3 separate regions of the Macaca mulatta genome follow, and all the other regions are linked to region 2. The links are chromatin contacts, called in public Hi-C maps. All regions are on one chromosome and are shown on one strand. The core of a region is the stretch at or near the end of the contact, and the rest is flanking DNA. Distances in the headings are between cores, read along the strand shown. Region 1 holds the start of PRIM2 (DNA primase subunit 2). Region 2 holds the start of ZNF451 (zinc finger protein 451). Region 3 holds the start of DST (dystonin).

The links. A called contact is a pair of places that touch in the nucleus more often than the background predicts.
Region 1: a Hi-C map of liver shows a contact between it and region 2, with 5 times the contacts expected there. The contact joins the promoter of PRIM2 here to the promoter of ZNF451 in region 2. A contact is called at or near these places in 2 of 14 Hi-C or Micro-C datasets (fetal cortex germinal zone and liver).
Region 3: a contact with region 2 is called in a Hi-C map of cortical neurons, with 4 times the contacts expected there. The contact joins the promoter of DST here to the promoter of ZNF451 in region 2. A contact is called at or near these places in 2 of 14 Hi-C or Micro-C datasets (cortical neurons and fetal cortex germinal zone).

What each region holds. Positions count from the first base shown.
Region 1 is chr4:124,990,873-124,994,440 of T2T-MMU8v2.0, reverse strand. It overlaps PRIM2 (DNA primase subunit 2), which reads left to right and starts at 2,076. Exons shown (of 14, transcript NM_001266600.1): 1 at 2,076-2,122; 2 at 2,871-3,033. The coding sequence starts at 2,880.
Region 2 is chr4:125,203,094-125,206,911 of T2T-MMU8v2.0, reverse strand. ZNF451 (zinc finger protein 451) reads left to right here and starts at 2,187. Exons shown (of 15, transcript NM_001257777.1): 1 at 2,187-2,259; 2 at 2,831-2,914. The coding sequence starts at 2,239. It also overlaps a transcript of BAG2 not described here.
Region 3 is chr4:125,343,246-125,346,912 of T2T-MMU8v2.0, reverse strand. DST (dystonin) reads right to left here and starts at 2,354. Exons shown (of 103, transcript XM_077999802.1): 1 at 1,924-2,354; 2 at 1,304-1,338. The coding sequence starts at 2,104. BEND6 (BEN domain containing 6) reads left to right here and starts at 2,699. Exons shown (of 7, transcript NM_001257859.2): 1 at 2,699-2,977. It also overlaps a transcript of BAG2 not described here.

The DNA of each region.
Region 1 (3,568 bases), core at 827-3,326, 210 kb after region 2:
AAACATTTTTCATATTTAACATTAGTTATTTTTTCTATGAGTTACTTGTTCTTCTTTTCCCATTTTTCTCTTTGTGTCTTAGGATTTTTTTCCTAATGAATTAACTGCTTTGTATCCTGATGGCATTAACCTTTTTGATGTTATACTTTTGGTAGACCTTTTCGGTAGTTTGATGAGTGCAAAATACTTTTGTGAATTTTTTACATGCGTAATTTTGTATTTTTATCGTCAAGTCTTTATATCTTTTTTCTTTGTAATTTATAATATTTAACTTTGTTTGAAACCCAGAGATAAGATATTCATGTAAATATTCTTATGATCTGTGCTGCTGGTTTTTCAGGCAATTTATATGCTTTCAGGTGTCTTCTTCAGACCAGGTGAAGTATTTGTATTATGTATTTGATACAGAGAGGAAGAAATGAGGTGAAGCTCTGCTGTCATACTACTGGAATTAGTATAGTGAGATCGTTAGCACAGTGGGGCCTGGAGAGTTTCTCTGGGTTTGAACATGGCTCTGACATTATGTGTCCTTTTGACTTCATTTAACTTCTCTGTTCTTCAGTTTCCGTATCTAGAAAATAGGTTTAATATAATAACTTTTGGGAGACCGAGGCGGGCGAATCACGAGGTCAGGAGTTCGAGACCAGCTTGCCAACATGGTGAAACCCCGTCTTTACTAAAAATACAAAAATTAGCTGGGATTACAGATCCCAGCTACTCGGGAGGCTGAGGCAGGAGAATTGCTTGAACCCGGGAGGCAGAGGTTGTAGTGAGCCGAGATCGCTCCACTGCACTCCAGGGTGGGCCACAGAACAAGACTCTGTCTCGGGTAGTGGTGGTGTGTCGGGGCGGGGGGGCGGGGGGGAATAGCCTATCTTAAATGGTTGTGAGAATAAAATGAGTTGATATGTAAACCACTTAGAACAGGTCCTGGTATAAAGTCAGTGCCAGCCACAGTTTAGTCCAGGCTGGGTAGATGCTCTGAAGCTTGAGACTGTTTCAATGTACTTTGCATTTCTAAGAACATGAACATTTCAAAACATTCAGTTGATCGCCTAACGACTACCTATACCGGAGCCTCATTCCAGCACATTTGTAAGCAAGGCACGCCTCCTAGAGGCCACGAGTGAAGTTAATTTCTAGTTCTCGAAAATCTTACAGACAGAACTGGTGTGGTGGCTCTGACGGTGGCACCGCTTGTGAGTCTGCAGTAAGACATCTGGAAAGCAAGCGGCACGTCCGCGTTATCTACAGTGCTTCCACTTCTTCCACCCTATCTTCCCTCCGAGGCTGGGTTCTTCTAATTCCTGTAGACTGCAGAGCGATTTCTGCGAATGTTCATTCTTTCATTCATTCTAGTTCATTCCACAGATAATTCAGCCGCGCGCTTACTCTGTGCGAGGCATTGCCGGGGAGCGGGGAGGGAACTGAACGTGGAACCTGCCAGTAGGATCTTGCCGCCCAATCCGAAATTCAAACTATGTATTGTATGTAGCTAATGATGATCTTGTAACTTGTTTCCTCATCTGCCAAATGGGGGTAATACGACCGTATAGGACCTTAAACGTCGCTGAAAGATTAAACGAGGGGAAAAAAGAGCCCTTAATAGTGAGCTAGGTGCAAAAAGGATCCTAATGCTTTTTTTCCTCATTCCTCCCCAGATTGAAAGTGATGAGTGCCAGCTCTGCGGGTTAAAGCGCCATATTCTCCTCAATATACGGAATATTTGTTAGTGTCCCCAAACGAACTTACATTGGTTCAATTTTCGGCGTATGGGAGTTTTCTCCACTAGCATTCAGCACCCCAGTTTCAACCGTTAAAAGCTACCTACTCCACGTACGGGAAATGCATCTTAAAATTTGGAAAAAAGAAATCCCCAAAACATTGACATCCAAACATTTTAAAGCTGCCAAAGTCCGTGAAACGCCTTGAGCTCCCAGACGCGCTTCACTGAGCATGCCCAGAGCCCCAGGCACAACCCCCTCCAAGCGGCCGAGGGGAGGTGGGGGAGGGCGGGCCTTCCGTGCTAATCGCTTCCGCTTCCGGTTTCATATGAACTCTCCCGCCACCCGGGAGCGGTAGCTGTCAGCGTTTGTGTTTCCCCGAGTTTGAATTCTTGCAGGTAAGGGAAACTCCCGCGAATTTAGGACAGAGAGCAATTCTGTTGTTGAGGCTTGCAAGTCGACAGAAAGGAGAGACGGATCACTTTGCAGGCAGCAGGAGCAGAAGGACAAACTTGGCGGGTTGAGAGTAGTGGGTATTGGTTGATTGGTTGGGGCAGACACTCAGGTACCAGGGAGGAGTTGGGGGCAGATAGGTTTGCTAGTGGAGTGGGCAGAGGTGTTGGGGATGGAACTTTTATAAGGCACTTGTGGATGTTCCCGAAAAGGAGTTCCGAAAGACAGTTGTTCTGTTTCCCAGAGTCATAACAGAGAAAGTGAGTAACTGGACCCAGTCCATCAAGTGAGACCCTCATTTAGCCAGAACCTACAGCACTCTCCTCTAAGTTCAGGATTGCAGACCACGTAAAACCTTATATTAACTCTTGGGATCGTAAAGATCCAGGAGCAGTGACACACAGGCCTGTAATGAGCAGGCAACATCACCTGACTTTCATGTTGCTGAAAATTAGGATCACCACCTGCGTCTGCTCTAGCGCCTCTCCCACCCCCATTACAAAATTATTATAGGTGTATTGTAGAAAATCTGGAAAAGAGAGAAGGACATCACCCAGGAATTGCCACTGCTAACATTTTGTGCATGCCTTCAAGTCCATTTTTTTTTTTCTGTTTGTGTAATTATTTTTTCGTGTTTTCTTTTTCCAACTTTATTTTCCATAATTTTATGCTTTTTATATGCTTCCTTCTAAGGTGACCAAGATGGAGTTTTCCAAAAAAAAGTGGAGGATGCCGAGATTGGCAGGTGACCAGAGGAATGCTTCCTACCCTCATTGCCTTCAGTTTTACTTGCAGCCACCGTCTGAAAACATATCTTTAATAGAATTTGAAAACTTGGCTATTGATAGAGTTAAATGTAAGTACTATTTAAATTAGAATGTATATATTCTTGAGAAACTTACTTACCCTTTGTGAGAATGAATGAAGGTAATTTATTTCCTTCATTCAGCAATCCATTCAACAAATATTTATTGAGATAATTCATTTCCTTCATTCAGCAATCCATTCAAGAAATATTTGTTGAGGGTTTGGTACTCATTCATTTATTTATTGTACAGTGCATATTATTGAGTGCCATTATGTTCTAGGTGGCAGGGATTTTGATATGAATAATGTTATTTTTTGTTGAAGTTGTATTCTAGTACATGGAGACAGACATCCAAAATAATAGTCATAATTCAGTATTTTAACTGCTCTAGAAGTAAATGGTGGTGCTGTTGAAACAAAGAAGTGGGAGTGACTGACTTAGTCTGATTAAATAAGCTTCTTAGAGAAGTTGAAATGTGATCTGGACCTTGAAGAATGGGTAGAAATTTTCCAGCAGAGAAGAAGTGAAGAGTTTTTCCAAGCTGACATAATGGCCTATACAAAGGCTTGGAGCATGAAAGAGA
Region 2 (3,818 bases), core at 938-3,437:
AGTGAGTGAGTTCTCTACGAGATCTGGTTGTTTAAAAGTGTGTAGCACCTCCCTGCTTTGCTTTCTTCCTCCTCTGGCCATGTGAAAAGGTTCCTCCTTCCTCTTCACCTTCTGCCACAATTTTAAGTTTCCCAAGACCTTCCCAGTCATGCTTCCTGTACAGCCTGTGGAACTGTGAGCCAGTTAAACCTCTTTCTTTTATAAATTTCCCATTTTCAGGTAGTTCTTTATAGCAGTGGAAGAAAAAATACAACATGGTTCTAATTATCCTATATATTTCTTGAATTTTTGAAAAATATGCTTTGAGAAATATTAGGTAAACATTTTCAGTGGAGATAAAACACTAATGTTATCTTGATAGTGTACATACCACAATTTAAACATTACATTCCCCAATTATTAGACATTTAGATATTTTCCAGTTTTTTGCTATTATAAACAAACCTGTGATGTATCAGGATAATCCCTGCAACTACAGTTACTGAGTTGTATGGTATGCTATGAGAAGTTTTTGGATCTAACCACATACTGCTTATTTGTATTCCAAGAATTTTACCCATTAACTCCTGCCTCAACCGATTAAATATTAGAGGAAACTCTCACCAGCCCACTAGGAAGATCTTTTAAATAAAAGTTTTGCCTACACATTAACGTTTTAAAAATATTTAATTTACATACAGCTTTTGAAGAACTCCCCATCCAGGTCTGTCATTCTCAATTGGCCTCCACGAGTCTCAAGCTTACTAGGTAGAAAGTAACTAAAGTCATAAAGCACTTGGTGGAAATGCAGGAAATGTCAAATAGTAAACAATAATTACTACAGGCTTAGGCAATCAGATGGTAGTTTTGCATACAAACAAAAACAGGAATCTAAGATGCTAAATAATTTTTTTTTTTTTTTTTTTTTTTTTTTTTTTTTTTGAGACTGTGTCTCGCTCTGTCACCCAGGCTGCAGTACAGTGACATGAATTCGGCTCCCTGCAGCCTGGATCTCAATCTCCCAGCCTCAAGCGATCCTCCTACCTAAACCTAATGAGTAGCTCGAGGACCACTACGCCTAGCTAATTTTTGTATTTTTTGTAGAGACGAGGTTCCCCCATGTTGCTCAGACTGGTCTCGAACTCTTGGGTTTAAGTAAACCGCCCGCCTCGGCCTCCCAGAATGTGAGGACCCGCCTGGCCTAAAATAATGTTATCACTTAATTCTTTTCATAAACTTTATTGACAAAGATTGGTGTGTTTTTTAAAAAAGCCTTTTAAAATTTTTGGTAAAGTATTACCTGAGAAAAGATTAAATGCATAGTTGAATATAAAAAGATCTATTTTATAGAGTTGTTTATGAGTGTGAACACACAAAAGGTTAAATGGTCAACCTTACAGCAGTCGATAAAATAGATCTCTCACATTCTCTGAGTATATCTGAGAATATTGAAAAAGTGCATTTCAAAATCACTGGCTAGGGTTTAGTGACAGCTAGGTAGACCTCGGTTCCCTTTCCTATTGGGCCCTGGACTTCCCATCCCTATTTTCTTCCTCAGCTGTATTAATACTGGCAGGGCCTGGGAGACTGACGCTAGGGAAGAGGTGTGTAATGTAAGGACACTTCAGATTCTTTCCTGACCTTAGAATTCAGCTAAACCTCCACATAGACCCTCTGCTCAAAAATGAGTAAATACATAAATTTAAAAATGAATAAAAGAGAAATCCGTTCCCACCACCCACCTTCAGGACTAAAACAGAAAAATCAATGAGCTGCGCTTCACAACCATACCAAAACCAAACAAATACCAACTCAAACCCTCCCTCACATCCTCCCACATCTTCCCAGCGCTTCGCTATCTCACAGGACCCAACTGACCCCTGGCTTCGCCCCATTGCAGCTGGCGTCTCCTAGGCGCAACGCACGCCCCTAACCTCGGGGTTCTTTTCCTCTCCTTTCCACCCCGGCGAGGAGCTGTCTCAGGGTCGACCCGAACTACAATACCCAGCATCCTGTGCGGCGCGGGGAAGGAAGCCCGAGAATGAGAGAAAGCGGTTCCGAGGGGATAGCGGGCCAGTAAGGGCCGCTCCTCTTTTGAAGCGGTTTTGCGTCTCTTTCCGCCGGTGGCGTCGGCGCTCACGCAGGGGCGGGTCCCGGTAGCGCGAGGCGGTGCAGGGCGGGAAGGGGAGTCGTGGCGGCTGCGGCGGCGGCGGCAGGGACAGCAGGAGCAGTGGTGCTGTCAGCACGGCCGTCGGAGACATGGGAGACCCGGGGTCGGAGGTGAGTAGTCGAGTGAGGGCCCTGGCGTTCTCAGAGGCGAACCGCGAAGGGTTTGTGTTTTCTGCGGTCTGAGGCCTGGTGCTCCATCGCAGCCTCTGGGCGAGACCTCTTCAGTGTCTTGGGCAGAGCCCAGCTCTGAGGCCTGGTGCGTGTCTGAGCGAGGAACCCGCAGCAACAATGGCCGCCCGTCCCCCCGCACGGGGCCCGGCGTTCGTTGTGGCCCCCGCTGGGCCAGTGGGAGCGACGTTTTAAGGCAGGATTGCCCTTCGGTGTTGAGCTTGCGTTCCTTCTTCTGGAGTAGATAAGGGGAATTCCAGAGTCCTCCTTCTGGAGTAGATAAGGGGAATTCTGAGAGGCTGGTACTGCGTTTTCAGCGTTGAGTCCCTGCAGCTCCGCACATGTTGTGGCAAGAGCCGACTGCTCGAGTTCTGTTCCTGGTCGGGTTTGCGTGAAATTGTGCTCAGTTCGTTTTCCTCAAGAGCTCTTTGTTTTTAATTGTTCCTTTCGGAAACGCTCTCTTCCTACAAGAATGTGGCTGAACAGATAAGCATGTTTTGGCTTGTTTTTATAGATAATAGAATCTGTCCCTCCAGCTGGCCCTGAGGCATCTGAGTCAACAACGGATGAAAATGAAGACGACATTCAGTTTGTCAGTGTAAGTAGCAACTGATGATTGGGTTTTTCCCAGAGTAAAAGACTATGGTGGGCCCTTATGTAATTTTACCTCACCTGGTCATTTAATGTTTATGAGTGTCTAATACATGCTAGACACTGTGGAGCATGGCACAGGATTGGGATCTTTACCAAAAGAGCTGTCTGAGCCACCCCCGTAGCCATCACAAAGAGCATGGCCTAAAGAACGTGCTGTACACTTAATCTCACCCCCTACCTTTCATTTAGACTTAAGATAAAACGCTGATCTCTAAGACGCTGTTTTGAAATGGAGCAAGAGTAACTTCTAAAGGCGACACAGAGGAAGGAGCAGCTAATGATGAGCAAGGTCGTAGAAAACAGGAAGGGTTGCGAGAGCCCAGAATCTTAGCGTTATGGTGCTTCTAACATGAAGGCAAATAGCTTGAAGATTTCGCTAACCTCTGAGATCATCATGTTACAGCATAGTACGGTTGATGCTCATAATGAAGAATCCTGCATCACTGGGAACATGCTCTATTTTTCTGAGTTTCTTCCCTTTGGGACAGTAGTTTTCAAGCCTTAGTAAGTATAGACAGGCAGATTCCTGGGCCCCGCTGCAGACCTACCGAATCAGAATTTCAAGGTGGGGCCTAGGAATTCTCATTTTCAGACAAGTGCAGGGACATGTGGATTTCTGAGCACACTTTGTACAGCATTGGTTTCCAAAGCAGAAGGGGGTGTTTTATGATGTATTTTGGGATGATTTTCATCCATAGTTATTGGAGTTTTAGAAAGGCTTTGTGTAAAGTGGTATCTCAGCTACTAGGCAGAAAATAGTTCTGTCCCAAACTCCTCTTTTGGAATGCCGTAGTTAGTTGCAGTTTGGTATTCAAGCTGTAGAATATTTTGTTGAGTGTCTGATGTGC
Region 3 (3,667 bases), core at 1,105-3,604, 140 kb before region 2:
ATAGTCCCGGTTTTTTATGTTTTCCATAAACTTGAATTAATTAATTTAATAAAGACTTGAAAATTTGCAAACATTATCATTTATTTTTATACACTTTAAAATTCAATTTTACAAAATATAATGATAGCTACCAAATACTGAATACTTATTATGAGCTAAGTGGGATTCTTCTTTACACAGTTTATTGTAATTTCCTCCACCTTCCTATAACCCTGCAAGGTACTAATGGCTCTATCTTACAGATGGGTAAACCGAGGCACCGAGACATATCACACAGCTAGTTAATGTAAAGCCAGGAATGGAACCTCTGATTACCTGACTGGTTAACTTATCCTCTCAAGAATCCTAAATTGAATAGAGTTCTCACCCTCCAGGGCTATATGCAGTAGAATTACTCTTTATGCAACATTTTAATGATATTGCAATAATACAGTTAAAGTTTTTAAGCAACTAGAACCCAATAAAACATCTAGGGTGGCATAAAATATCTAATTAATGAAATGAAAGGTAAGATAACTGCAGGTAAATGGAGGGCGTTTAACTATGAAGTCTTTGCCGACATGAGTAAACTGCACCAAGCAGCAACTTCCAAGCCTGGCGGCGTGTAACTTTCCTAAAAAGAGGGGAAATTATTTTAGGATAAGTGGAGGTTGGCCTGAAAACTCCTAAAGAAATCCTAGGTCAGGGAGAGCTTGCCTTTCTTCAGTGGAGCTGGTTCCTGGGTGCAGTGATTAGGAGTTAATTGCCCTAGAGGGATGGTCCACGTTTCGGGAGTAGAGACTAGCACGAGCATTTAATTTAAGCACACACTACCGTCATCGCTTTGCAAACATCATCAGATAGTCCCCATTAAAACATGGAGAGCTTTATGAGAGAACAGAAATGTAAACTTGAAAATCGAAATTGAAATGCATATAGATCAAACTGTTCTGCACTAACCTCTTCGTTTATCCCAGTGAACAACCAGAATCAACTGAGAGCACCCAGAAAACACTTCCACCAGCAAAATACAAACTGTAAACTCAAGTGACATCCACCCTGTGGCTAAGTTTTTTAAGGTCTGCAGCACTTTTAGGGTTTGCCTTTTCCCCTCTTGTACAACGGCTCCACTACACAAATTTGCTAAAACCGTTCGCTGGGCACTAATATGGAATCGCTTAAAAAGAAACATGCCACTTTCGGCTAGGGGACAGCATGCTCGTCATTCAGTGTCCTACTGGTTTCTTAACACGCATATAATTAATATTGGTACTCAGGAAAGAGAACTTCTTCTGACCTTGAGCGTGGGCGCTAAATAAATTACCTCAGAACGAAAGTGGTGCGATCTCAAAACAGCATCTGGGGAGAAAAGAGAAATGAGACTTCATTTAACTCCTTGTTCTTCACGTAAGTGATTCATGACTTACCTGAGAGACCAGGGTCGGGAAAGCATATCTCAGACGACTGGAATTCGGTGGGACATCCTGGGGGAGGGAGGAGGAGTCCTGGGGCCATCGGTCTCTAGGTGATTTCTCCGCGAGAAGTTTGCATGAAAGTTCTGGGGGAGTTGGGGAGTCCCGAACTTTCCATGCCTTACTTTCTTACCCCTACGCTCCAGCGAAGGACGGGTGAAGGCAAGGCTGCCGCAGCCCCGGACTACGCTCAAATTACCCTTAACGCTTTAGCAAACTGACTGAAAATTTGAGTTCGTTTCTCCCCTCCCTGCCCTCTGCATCGCCGTGGTTATTCAAACCTGGGAGACTGGAGGGCGGAGGTGAGGGCAAAAAGGGCAAGGGGCGTTAAATAAAGAAACGTACTCAGCCTGGGGAGTGGGCAATGATGGGGCTAGGGGCAGCCGAGGAGAACTGAGGGAGCCGCGCTTCACTCTCCAAATCGGCTTAAATGTTCCTGGTAGCCGCAGAAACCCGTCGCGGCGTGTCTTACCTCGGCTTCTCGAACGACCCGAGAAGACCGATTTCATCGGATGCCTCCCTTTCTGGAGCTTGCGGTGCCAGCAGCAGAAGAAGACGATGGTGGCGATGGTGCCCAGCAGAAGCAACAAGAGGAAGAGGGCACATTGGATGCTGTAGGGTCTCAGCAAGACGAGGAAAGCCGCGGCGATCATGGTGCGGGCGACGCGGGGGCGACTCGACGGCGGGGCTGGAGGGCGGCGGCACAGGCACCCGCGCGGGGCGCACGCCGGGACGGCGGGCACGGGTGAGCGCGGCTCAGCGCGTCATGCCCGGCGCTCGCGGCCCCGCGCCCAGCCCAATGGCTGCGCACCCCGCGCCAGCCGCGCTACGCGAGTGATCCAGGGCTGCGGGGAGCGCTTGCCATGACTCAGCAGACAGCGACTAGGCTGCGACTCGGCGACTGGGATCCTCTCCCCTCCCTCCCCAGGCGCCCCCGCCCCCGTCCGTGCGCAGCCCCCGGGCGCAGCCCCGCCGGGGACGCGGCGAGTGGGGAGGAGCAGCGCCGCCGCCGCGACCGCCCGGGCTCCGCGCATCGTCCTGCGGCCGCAGCCGACCTCAGCATCCCAGAAGCCGGGCGCACGTGGGTCGGGGCGGGGACGCGGCGCCCGGGCTGCAGCCGCGGCAGCCTGCTGGGGGCGGGAATGGGGCGCCGCGGCGGGGGCTCGGCTGATGACATCACAGCCGGGCTGCGGCAGCGCGGGCGCGCGGACATGGCTGCGGCGGTTTCGGCGGCGGCCGCGGGCTGCGCCCGGGCCTGAGAGCCCAGCGCCCTCCCGCGGGGCCGCCCGCCAGTCCGCGCCGTCCTCAGGTGCATTGACCGGGAGCCTCTAGCGTCCCGGACACCCGGCGCTTCCGCCTATCCAGCCTCCCTTGGCCAAATTGCTGCGGAGCCCATCGTCAGGGGGCGCCAAGGAGCCAGGGGGAAAACCGTGAGGCGCTGACAGGAGCCTCCCGGCGGTGCTACCCCTCACCTCCCACCTCCCTGCGCCCCGCCCCGAGGTTGGGGCTTTGAAGGATGCAGTCGGGTGAGCTATTGCTTGTGGGGGTTCCTCGCACGCTGAAGCGCGAGCGCTGGGAAGGGCCTTCCCTGGGAATTGGGATACTCCAGGAACGGGAGGCCCTCTCCTCTCCAAGCCTCTCTAAACTAGGAGCGCTCCGGGGGTAGTACGCTCTGGTCTGCAGAGGTGAACTCTTCCACCCCAAACTTGGTACTTATTTGGCAGCTAAGAATTAGGCACTTTCGATCTTCTTGTATCCCTGGGTTTGCCCTAAAAACCCTGACTCATTTAGTGCATTTGAAGGGCGAGGGGATTTCAGATTTAGGGACCTGACAGATGAAGTAAGTTGGGACTTGGCTTATAAATATTTGGGGGAGAAATTTTTTAGGGAGTGTGAGGCAATAGTGATCTCTCACACTTGCAGGCACACTGTCTCCCTTTTGTCCCCTCCCCACGTTTCTTCATAACCAGCAAAAAGTATATGGCAGTTGGTGGCCAGGGGATTTAACACTGATGCAATGCCAGCGCGGAAGGTATGGCAAGAGCGCTGCAGTGTGCCTTTCTGCGGACGGCCACGGCCAGCTGGCCAGGAAGCGACTGCTGCAGCAGTCAGTCTGCGGCATCTTGCGGCCTTGGCGGGCGGTGCTGTGCCGCGTTCTGCTGCCCCCAAGGCAATGCTGGCTTTCCCTGTGTGGGGCTGGATTGTTTGTTTCATTT